Regions from separate parts of the Zea mays genome. Here regions 1, 3 and 4 are each linked to region 2. The links are chromatin contacts, called in public Hi-C maps. All regions are on one chromosome and are shown on one strand. The core of a region is the stretch at or near the end of the contact, and the rest is flanking DNA. Distances in the headings are between cores, read along the strand shown. Region 1 holds the start of LOC100284127 (peroxisomal multifunctional enzyme type 2). Region 2 holds the start of LOC100281443 (GTP binding protein). Region 3 overlaps LOC103637892 (STOREKEEPER protein). Region 4 holds the start of LOC103637889 (bZIP transcription factor 46).

Region 1 (2,700 bases), core at 192-2,691, 230 kb before region 2:
ATGGCTGATTTAATCTACCTAAAACTTTATTTTTTATCTATACTTAACATTAAATGAACATTAGGTATAAAGGAGGGCCATGGCCACCTTTGCCCCTTCCCCCCAACCTATGGATCCACCCCTGAATGTTATGAAGTACTAACCTATCTATCAACAACGACCAGGGCCATAACAGAAACATGTTACTTTAGTAGGACGAGGAAAAATTGCTATTTTGCCACTCTCAGTTTTGACTCTCTGTTATTATGTCATCCCGTTTATTTGACTCTCAGCAGTGAGATGCAAAGCAGCATGGCACAATAAAGCTAAAACCTTTGCATAATCCCGCCCAAAGTAAGAGCATCGCCAATTTACCATTGCCAACATATAACTACTCAAGGGGCATCAACAAGCATTATTATACCACTCATCCTATTTTAAGAAGATAACGTAATCATGAGAAACGAACATTGAGCTTGATTTAAGTGGAAGTTCAACCATATCCAAATTCCCACCGAGAACGTGCTTTTCATGTTCCACTCATTGTATCTCGTACATAGTAATTGAAGCTTGCAAACATTATTATTCACCTCGACCAAGTAATACACAATCTAACCTTCTACAGCTTAGCAGGCTTGGGGAAGATGTCAGGGGTGAACTTCTGCGCCGCACTGATGCTCCCCTTGATTTTAATCGCCCCTCTGCACATCAACAGAGTCCATCAGCCTCGAAGAAACTACAACACAAAATTCTAAAGTACAACGAGAGAGAAAAAAACAAAGGTTGGTCTTGTTCTCCTAACCGAATGAATGCAATCTGCGGATTCGTCTTGCCGGTGGCGATTCCAAGGAAATCGTTGTCCGTGAAGGAGAAAGTGGCATCCGGCTTTCCCTGGTACGGCCCTGCGAATCATAAGCAAGGCTTCAGAACTCCAATACGGGCAACGGTAACTAGATATAAAAAAATAAGGTTGGAGGGCGGTAAAGGAGGAACCTTTGGTGACCTCGCCCTTCTTGAGGTCGACCACGAAGATCTCCTCATCAACGCCGATCTTCTGCAACGCGGAACACCGCGCAGGAATACGGGATCAGAAAGGCCGTCGATCTGGCCAGAATTTCACTCAATCTAGGGGTAGGGGGAGGGAGGGAACCGGACCTTGGGGGCGATGTTGAGCTGGTAGACGAGGCCGACCTTCTTGGTGACCTCCTTGCCGGCATCGGTGGCCAGGTGCTGGCGCATCAGCTCCAGGAGCTGCGCGGATTTGAGGCTGCTACTGTCCATCTCAGCGGACGAGCTGGGACTGGGAGTGGGATTAGCAGCGCGGATTAGAAACGGAGGTTGGAGAAGGGAGACGCCGGGCGCGAGAATAGGATGAGGGGTTTGCTCAGTTTTGATGGAAAGGATGAGTAGTTGCGGGAAGGAGAAGGCAATCAAAGCGGCAAGACGTGCAGGACTGCAGCTGCAAGCACGCCACGCCACGGCCCATGCTGGTTGCTGGATCTGGATCTGGATCTAGCTGGGGGCGGGTGGATGCCCTGGCCCTATCCGGGTGGTTACTGGTTAGCTGTTGGCACATCAGAACGACCGGCAGAACTTTCAATCAAAACGTCGAGTTGAGCAATTTTACAAATTTAAGGTCCGTTTGGTTTTGCTAGGCTAAAGCAAAAAGGCTAAAATCTAGCTAGTTTAAGGGCTAATGTATCAAACACAAAGACTAAAAAGGGGCTAAAACAGTTTAGCCCCGTTAGACCACCTTGTCAAGCTAAAGTATGCTAAAATCTTCACCTTTCCACCTAGTACCCTCCCCACTAGCGACCATGCAACACCTAGTTGTTTTGGCGCCGGATATTTTGGTCTTTATGAACAATATTAATTGCTTTAGTAACTATTTCGGTTAGATGATTTAAACTGGGTGTGCTAAATTTTAGTCTCTAAACTTTAGCTATTTTACTTTAGCCACGAGAACCAAACATGTCTTTATCAGAGAATGAGAGTCAGGGATGAACGAGGTAAAGTAAGAGGTATAAGAGGATGATTTTAGTTCTTTAATTTAATACTAGCTGAGTGTCCGTGCGTTGCAACGGGAATATATAATACCAGCATACTACGATAACTTATATACAAAATGTGTGTTATATTGTTATGAGAAAATGTTTCATAATCAATTTGTGATCCTAGCCATAAATAAATTTTGTTATTTTAATCTAATTGTTTCACCACTAGATTGCAACCATCAGTATCATGCAGACTTCGATATATGACACGATTTGTATGGTCTCATCATTGGAGAGCACATTCCACATATGATGAAAGAAATTCTCTCGTACATCGTTAGTCATCAGACACGCACCACCATACGCTCTTGCTTAAACAAAATGGTAAGTGTGTGTGTTTGCGAAGAGAATTAAAGACAGACCGGCACAAAAGCTACCCTGACGGTGGCGAGGATGACGAACTGGTCACTGTTGTCGATCCTCCTCTGCGTCACCTCCGGCGCCAAGATGACGCCACAATCCTCGATATAGTAGTCGTCGAACGCATGCGACATGACGAGTACCGATGACTCTTGGTTGGGCTGCCAAACAAAGTGCACCTCGGGCTCATCAGCGAGGTAGTACCCCTAGCCGTTGCACCACCGGATGCGCTACTCCACTACATACATCATGTCCGAGGACACTCACACAACGTTAGCAACGTCCATCGTCCCAGCGCACAAGAATT
Region 2 (2,700 bases), core at 179-2,678:
GCATCGTGGCGGCGAGTCCATTTTTCTTTCTGTTGCTACCTCCTTCTCCGCATCCGTCATTGGTGGAGGATTCGGGGAAGGAGATACCCAACGCTTAAAACGCTCATGACTAGTCCTTCCACACAACCAATTAGCGAAAAGAAGGTATCGAGAGTCAAATTTATCAGGACCGTCAATCCACTGGAAAAAGAAACACCTCAGGTGCTCCTAAAATAATGGAACGAAGCATTATTGCACATCTAGTAAACAAAAAATCGGACAATATTAAGTCACAAGTCATAAGCTACGTACGTTAAAACCGCCAAAAAGGTAGAAGCAGCGAGCAGCCGTGTCTGGATGTTTCGATTAACATACCCAAGCCAGTCTGCCACAGTCATAGTTAGGCACAGGAAGTTCAGGAGGAACAGGAGCATCCTTACTAGATACGTCCGGATATAACTCCCGAGGACGACCTCTCTTCTGCCACAACGCCTCCCGGTACATGTCTTTCATCTAAGAAACTATTATAATTAACACTTGTACCTAATAGACTTTATAATCGGTTTACACAAACTATCAAATCAAATGTACTCATCATATTAACGATACTCTATATTTTATAAGCAACATTGGAAACTAATAATCGAAAAATTACAACCCAATATACAAAATGAATCAGTGAGACACCATACCTTGGTCTACGAAGTGTTGCAACTCGAAACTTTGAATACAACAACTTTTGACGAAGTTTTGAATTGAGGGGAGATGTGGTCTACTCGGCCAGCAGCGCGGCCGTTTTATAGGCCTCCGTAGCTCGGCGCCAAGATCTGTGGCGCCGAGCTACGGCGCCGCGTCGACGCCACGTCAGCCCTAGCCGCAGGAGCCGTTAGTGCCACGTCACAGCTCGGCGCCATAGGCTATGGCGCCGAGCTGTGTTACCTCGGCGCCATAGCCTATGGCGCCGAGTATCAGGTCCAAAAATGCATTTAAGTTTTCTGGGGGTCTATTTGTAAATTTTTGTCAAAAAAGGGTTAAAAACAAAAAATTCGGCTGGAGCTACTGGTATCCGAGACACTGTGACTGTAATTCTCCAGGTGCTACATTGTTCTTATGAACAACAAAAGGATTTCTTAACCACGAAGAGTTGTTTTCCTTGTCACTTCCAACTTCAAAGCCGCCTCTTGTGCCAAACTAATTCTCCCATCCTCTTTCTGCGATCTTACAGGATACTAAAGAATCACAGCATCGGTACAGGAATTTGAACCGATTTTACACTTCCTCGTCTCATCAACCATCTTGAAAGCAGTGGCGGAGGCCCGGCCCGGCCCAGCCAGCCCAGCCACGTGCCCAGAATTTGGCCTGCTGTGGCCCAGCAAGAATCGGCTGCCAACCCAACCCGCTGCGCTAAGCCGCTAGTTGGCTAACTCGCCCTCACCGCGTCACGCCGTCACTCCCGCCCACACCGCCGCGCCCCCAGCGCCTGCCCGCGCCAGCCAGGTGCGCCCTCGCCTCAGCCCGCGTCGGCAAGGCGCACTCCCGCCCCTGCCCGCTCCGGCCAGGTGCGCCCTCGCCTCAGCCCGCGCCGGCAAGGCGCACCCCCGCCTCAGCCCGCGCATGGCAGAAATGTATTTCTGACTCCTTTCAGTTTACTTCCCTGACCACCTTGCTTCTACCGAAGAGTTTCCACGTCACTGCAAAATCACTTGTCCCTCAAACCCTCCTATCAGAACCACGATTCGATGCATCGCCTTGCCCGCCCAGTCTACACCCTGCTCAACTCCTCCATGAGGAGTGGTCCCTGCGGGCTCGCCACGGACGCACAAGGGCTGTTCAACGGAATGCCTCCACCGAAACTGCCAAGCCACGCGCTGTTTGGCCATGCCTGCCAGGTGCTCGGCCGAACACACGTTTCACAGTTTTGTACCGTGGCTCGGCAGTCCACGGATGAGCGCGCTAGTGCAGAGCCACTGCGATTCACAGTCACACCGGGTGACGCCTTTGGGGATGGCCCGCCTGTGGGCATGTCAGAGGCTGCTAAGATGGTGTGTCGTATTGTATCCACGCAGCCAGAACCAAAGATCGCGTCGACACTTGATGCGCTTGGGGTGGCCGTGTCCCCAGAGCTGGTAGCTGAAGTGCTCAAGAACTTGAGCAATGCTGGGATGTTAGCACTTGCCTTCTTCCGCTGGGCAGAGAGGCAGGAGGGCTTCAGTTACACGGCTGAGGGCTTCCACAACCTGATTGAGGCGCTGGGAAAGATCAAGCAGTTCAGGCTGGTGTGGAGCTTGGTGGAGACCATGCGGTGCCGGGGCTTGCTATCTAAGGACACATTCAAGCTCATAGTCCGAAGGTACGCTCGGGCTAGAAAGGTCAAAGAGGCTGTTGAGACATTCGAGAAGATGAGCATTTTTGGGCTTAAAACTGAGTTATCAGATTACAACTGGCTGATTGACACGCTAAGCAAATCCAAACAAGTGAAGAAGGCGCAAGCCATCTATAAGGAGATGAAGAGGAAGGGTAAGTTTGTACCTGATTTGAAAACCTACACTGTCCTCATGGAAGGTTGGGGCCATGAGAAAGATCTGTTGATGGTGAAAACAATGTACCAAGAAATGATTGATGCTGGCATCAGGCCTGATGTTGTTGCCTACGGGATGCTGATTAGCGCCTTCTGCAAGTCTGGCAAATGTGATGAGGCCATCAAGGTGTTCTACGAGATGG
Region 3 (2,700 bases), core at 5-2,504, 130 kb after region 2:
TAGATTGGCGATGACGTGCCGGCAACCACGTACGGCGCGCCATTTGCTCACGAGAAACAGCGTGGAAAATTGAATAATCCATGCATGCATGGGGATCCAAATAAATCAAAATCAGAATCAGAATCATGATCAAAATCAGAGGGTGGGCCAGCCGGGGCCTACTACATACCCTGTCGACCACCACCCTCTAGATCATCCGCCACTGCTTCGGTCGTTTAACATAATAAAACATAATATGACAATTTGCTGATCGATGATTGGTTTCAGCTTGGCGACAGAGCAACAGATTCAGATACAAGGGTAATGCAATCTGTGTCCTGACATCTGGGAGCTAGGTCGTCGTCGTCGTCGGTCTAACTAACCTCCCTGTGTCCAATTTGGTAAGTCCTAGGATTCCCTGATGAAGGTTTGTGTCCTTGCTTACCACCGATGCAAATTGGACGGTGGTAAAGCCGTGTGGGTAAACTAAACTAAACTAATCACCAGGCCACAAGCCCATGCACTAGCTTTTTTAAGCTAGTGGCACGGTGACTAGCACTAGCTAGTCTGTCGTGATTATTTTTTCAGGAGGCATAGACGACGACAGTGTAAACACGCTGTCCAATGCGCCATGATCTTGCCGTGCAAGCTGCAAGACCATATGGACCGGATCGATCCACCTGGCTTTGCCCAGCGTTCTCGCGAAAAAGAAATCGTAGCAGAGGGGGCAGCCAAAGATCTCAGACAGCTAGCCAGCTGCGCTTTGAGTTTGAGGCACACCCTGCTGTCGTCAACGTGCAATGGCGAGAGTGCAATGGCTAGCCAGCTGCTCTGCTGATGACACGGGTATAACGACGCTGATGGCAAGGAGTCTACAGTAGCTGATACACCGATGGGCGATGGCAAGCAAAATGCTGACTCGTCGTCTCCCTCACAAGTCACAAGTACGCTCGCACAAACGGAGGGCCCCGGCCGGCTGCTAGTGGATACACCAATGCAATGCAACAACGGCAAGCAAGGCGTGGTCGTTGTCTGTGTGTGCCTTTTGGCAGTACGTGATCGTGAATTCGCAACACTCGAGTGTGCAATGTAGGCCACTGGGACCCGTTTGTTTATTCATTCATCCTAATCGAAAACGCGCGCGAGAGAGATCTAGAGAGGAGCGACGTCTCCCTCTGAGCGTCCTTGGGCAACAGGGAGGCTTCGAGTCCTTTGCTGCTGCCGCGCCACTGCATGCACCACCGAGTGCCCTCAATTCAGTCGTCCTAATCACAAATCTGACATTTTAGTCGAAGCTGCAATTCGACAGATGTGGGGTTTAGATCTGGCCACGCATGAAGCCTACGGCCTACCCATCCAGCAGCGAGCAGTCACTGCAGATTGAAGGATAGTATTAGAGCAAGAACACAGTAGTGCACCCTTACCTGATACGACTCTTGATACATCGGTTCACTTCGAATTTACGGATATCTATGGCGCAAATTATTTCACATGGGATTATAGCCTCATCTGTCTGCTCTATTTGGTCAGAAAATTGCTCAAGATATTATACTGGACCCTGATTGTAGGATGTTTGGTTTCTAGAGACTAATTTTTAGTCCCTCTATTTTATTTTATTTTAGTCACTAAATTGCTAAATATAAAAACTAAAATTTTCTTTTAGTTTCTATATTTAATAATTTAAAAACTAAAATGAAATCAAATGGAAGGACAAAAAATTAGTGCCTAGAAATAAACACCCTTCAAGAGCAAGAATTCTCCACTGGCTGCAGCCACAGAGGAATGCACACATGTCTCTGCACGAAAACAGATCCCCCGATCGAGGCACCCGGCACAAGGAAGCCGGCATCTGGCTCTTCCAACTCCTTTAGCTGCTCAACGAACCTGTAAACACAAGATGGTTGATTTTCTCTTGCGCTTCTCCAACGGTGGTGGCGACGGTGTCGGCACCAATCGTCATGTACTTGCTCAAATAACATTCAGCTCAGTTAAACAGTCGGCCTCGTTGACCATTCTGAAACACAGCATCATCATCATCGCAATAATACTTGGCGAATGATTTACAGAAAATGTAGCGTTAGTATGAAGGCTGTCTGATCACAGACCAAGCTGATACATTAGTGAAATGAACATCTCCAGACCTAAGCGACTTAGACAATCATTGAATAGTTCAAGAACTAGACATAAATTGAGACCACTGATTCGTGCAAACCCCCCTACATCACCTCACACCGTGTTAGGTTTGTCAGTCAGCAACCAAGAGGTCGCGTTGATCAGCCTACAAAATAACATCCCACCTATGTATCCAGCTATGTACTCCATCAACTGCATCTGCAAAAGAAATTCAGCTTTAGTAGCAGATAAACAGTTTCCTTACAATCAAAACTATGCAAATATTCCAAAGGTATAACTAGGACTATCTGAATACAGGTTTTGAAAGAGTTGCTTTCACTACATTCGGTAGCAGAAAATAAAAATGTCAGTAGAGAGTACTAAAATGAGCTGAAAGATCTTAATTAGGCTCTTAAAAAAGCATAACATAACTAAGAGCACAACATGCACTGTGCTTGTCACAACTTGCAATATTCAAATGGTGTAGCATGTGCAAGAAGCAAATTTTGTTTTCATTATGTGGGTTTTTGCCTTTTGGGGAATCTATACAAGTAAATTACTACAAGGTTCTAATAAAAGACTTCTTTTTTTGGCTAGCAATTTTACCGA
Region 4 (2,700 bases), core at 41-2,540, 180 kb before region 2:
ACCTCTTTAGATGAAGATAAGAGTATTATACAATGGCAACTTGCTATTTGTAGAGGCTACTTAGCAATAAATTAACATCGAAGAGCTAAACTGGAAGTGGCAGATCACATCAAGTGAATAAAGTACAACATAATCGAGAGGCATACCAAATATAGTCACCATGGAGTTCCATTTGCGACAAGTTTTTACTATAATTAAGCCAAAGATGCAGTATGGTTAACGGACAGCATAGCAGATCCACTGAAAGAAGAAAGGCTCCACCTGCTTCCTCGCACGCGACCTGGCGGCCGACTCCCTGTTCTTGATCATGCGGCGCTGCCTCCTCTCCACCACCTTCTCGACGGTGGGTCCCTTCCGCATCCTCAGCGCAGTGTCGAACGGATACGGCACCGGCGACAGCGACGACAGATCACCCGCCTCCACCTTTCCCAACCCGTTGAACACGACCGGCGTCGTCGGAGCCGCCACCGTCACCCCTCCTCCGAGGCCCTGCCCGACGACCCCGGCCACCATCCCGTTTCCCAGCTGCAGGGTCTGCGGCGCGACCGCATTCCCCTGGGAGAAAAGCCCCTGCGCGTGCGGCTGCAGCAGGAGGGTCTGGTGCCCCCCCATGTCCTCACGAACCACGCCGGCGCGTACCAGGAACTCCTCCAGAGTCATGGACCCCAGCGTCTGCTGCGCCTGCGCCTGCGCCGGCAGCGGCGCGGGCGCGGGCGCGGGCTCGGGCTCGGGCGCGGGAGCGGGAGCGGGAGCCGCAACCTGCTGCGCGTCCTCGCCGCTGGTGAGGCTCACGATCTCGCGCCAGACCTCGTCGACCGTCTTCTGGCTGAGTGTGCGGGGCAGCGTGAAGGAGCCCTGGCGCTGGATGGGCGCCCCGTGCTGCTGCTGCTGCTGCTGCTGCGCGTGCGCGTCCACGGATGCGGCCGCCGTGGCCGTGGCCGTGGCCGGGGCGGCCGCAGCCATGGCGTTAGACTCCTCGGCTGTCCAGATGTTGCGCAGCAGCTCGTCCATGTTCATGGAGCCGAAGTCCTTGCTGGCGCCGCCGAGCGTGGTCTGGAACTCGTCGAACGTGAGCGAGTAGACCGAGCCCTGCCGCGCCAGCGCTGGGGCCCCGCTCCCTGCCGGCATCTCCATCTTCCCCGCCTACCGCCTTCTTCTCCTCTCCTCTCCGCTCCGCTCCGCTCTCAAATCCTACCGGAATTCAATTCCGCGCCTGGACTGCTGCTCTGAAAAACCAGAGGCGGATGCAGAGGGAAAGGGGGCGGTGAACAGAGCAGTCGACTTTATAGCCGGGCAGCGGCAGAAGCGACAGGAGGTCCAACTTTTTTGCAATTTGGCCCTTTTCGAGTTTTTTTCCCACATTTATGCCCCTGGCAGTTTCATTTCAAAAAATGGACCCTTAGCTCGGCGCCGTCATCATTGGCGCCGAGCTTGTGTGTGCCGGCGCCAATACTATTGGCGCTTATACGTCAGACGCCGGTGTGATCTGGATTGACGTGGCACGTACCTCGGCGCCATAGATCTTGGCGCCGAGGTAGGCGCCCGGTCAACGACGCCTACCTCGGCGCCAAGATCTATGGCGCCGAGGTACGTGCCTATAAATAGTACCCTACGTCTGGCTTGTTGCTGTGCTCATTTCAATTCTTCTAAACTAGAGATGTCTAGGCGTGGTAAATATGCTAAACAAAGGTAAGTTTTGGATCTGCCTCTTATTTTGTGAGTCTATTATATTTCTGATTGTTATAGAGTTTATGGAAATTTAGGAAGGGTCCTTTGACCGGAACTGCCTTCGACCCGTTGCCTTTGCCAAGTGGTGTTCCAGTGCCTATGTGTTTTTGTGGTGATCCTTGTAAGGTCGATAAGTCTGAAGATCATGACACCTATCGACAGAGGTATTGGATGTGTGCTAACTTTGCATTTGAGCCAACTGTTGTTCAACGTCGGATGAATTTAATGGTGAGAATAGTCTTGTAATATGTTTACATTTGTGAATGTTTTTGTAAATGTTTTTTTGCGTACTAATAATTGCACATTTTGTAGACTCCTCCACCGCTATGTGATTTTGAGCAGTGGATTGACACCGAAATATCAGAGAAAGATAAGAAGTGGCTGGAGAATCTTCAAAAGTGGGATGCAGAGGACAAAGAGAGGATGAAAAACATGTGCAAGATCCAAGACGCGCAGTCTCCTGTGGCGTCTGGGAAGAGGACACAACCAAACATGTGCAAGATCCAAGCTCGACAATAGAACTGGACTGTAGCCTCATCAGCATCAGCAGGGCACACACCAAAAGACTGACGGAGCCATGTGATGCCTACTCCAGCAGTCCGTTCAACGCCCTCAGCAGGAAGCTCCCTACCAAGAAAGGCCTCAACTCTAGCCCTCCATCCGTCAGAGTCACATTGGCCTGTCACTGCTCTGCCACCAACATTGAGTCCAAGTATCTTCTGTGCATCCTCTAATGTGACTGTCATCTCACCAAAAGGAAGATGAAAACTATGTGTCTCAGGACGCCACCTACATAATTAAAAAAATAGTGTAAAAGAGCTCAATGATTCAAGAATATTTTTATAAAATCATAACAATACCTGTCCACAAGTGCAGTAATGGCCGCCGAATCAATAGTAGGCAACCCGCGTCGTAACTGGTAAGATATTACATCTAGACCTGCTCGTCTGAGGTAATTAGTGTACCTGTCGT

What was found. Hi-C and Micro-C count contacts between places; a contact is called where the count stands out from the background.
Region 1: a contact with region 2 is called in a Hi-C map of ear, with 2.8 times the contacts expected there. The contact joins the promoter of LOC100284127 here to the promoter of LOC100281443 in region 2. A contact is called at or near these places in 2 of 25 Hi-C or Micro-C datasets (ear and tassel).
Region 3: a Hi-C map of endosperm shows a contact between it and region 2, with 2.4 times the contacts expected there. The contact joins the enhancer-like site here to the promoter of LOC100281443 in region 2. A contact is called at or near these places in 3 of 25 Hi-C or Micro-C datasets (ear, endosperm and tassel).
Region 4: a Hi-C map of ear shows a contact between it and region 2, with 2.9 times the contacts expected there. The contact joins the promoter of LOC103637889 here to the promoter of LOC100281443 in region 2. A contact is called at or near these places in 7 of 25 Hi-C or Micro-C datasets (bundle sheath, ear, leaf and 2 more).

The regions. Positions count from the first base shown.
Region 1 is chr9:9,426,060-9,428,759 of Zm-B73-REFERENCE-NAM-5.0, forward strand. It overlaps LOC100284127 (peroxisomal multifunctional enzyme type 2), which reads right to left and starts at 1,442. Exons shown (of 4, transcript NM_001157024.2): 1 at 1,135-1,442; 2 at 973-1,033; 3 at 782-881; 4 at 460-680. The coding sequence starts at 1,260. The coding sequence ends at 599.
Region 2 is chr9:9,660,974-9,663,673 of Zm-B73-REFERENCE-NAM-5.0, forward strand. It overlaps LOC100281443 (GTP binding protein), which reads left to right and starts at 1,429. Exons shown (of 1, transcript NM_001154361.2): 1 at 1,429-2,700. The coding sequence starts at 1,719.
Region 3 is chr9:9,794,752-9,797,451 of Zm-B73-REFERENCE-NAM-5.0, forward strand. It overlaps LOC103637892 (STOREKEEPER protein), which reads right to left. Exons shown (of 2, transcript XM_008660910.4): 2 at 1,985-2,310. Among protein-coding and RNA genes, the nearest start is that of LOC103637892, 9.7 kb to the right of the region's middle. Within about 2 kb of position 1,255, at least 8 of the 20 cell types and tissues checked have an H3K27ac peak or open chromatin away from gene starts, as enhancers often do. A contact at or near this core is called in endosperm, where this site is marked.
Region 4 is chr9:9,482,561-9,485,260 of Zm-B73-REFERENCE-NAM-5.0, forward strand. It overlaps LOC103637889 (bZIP transcription factor 46), which reads right to left and starts at 1,291. Exons shown (of 4, transcript XM_008660908.4): 1 at 262-1,291. The coding sequence starts at 1,134. LOC111590174 (protein MAIN-LIKE 1-like) reads right to left here. Exons shown (of 3, transcript XM_023301105.2): 2 at 2,589-2,700; 3 at 2,089-2,517. The coding sequence ends at 2,121. It overlaps LOC111590157 (formin-like protein 5), which reads right to left. Exons shown (of 4, transcript XM_023301079.1): 4 at 2,384-2,474.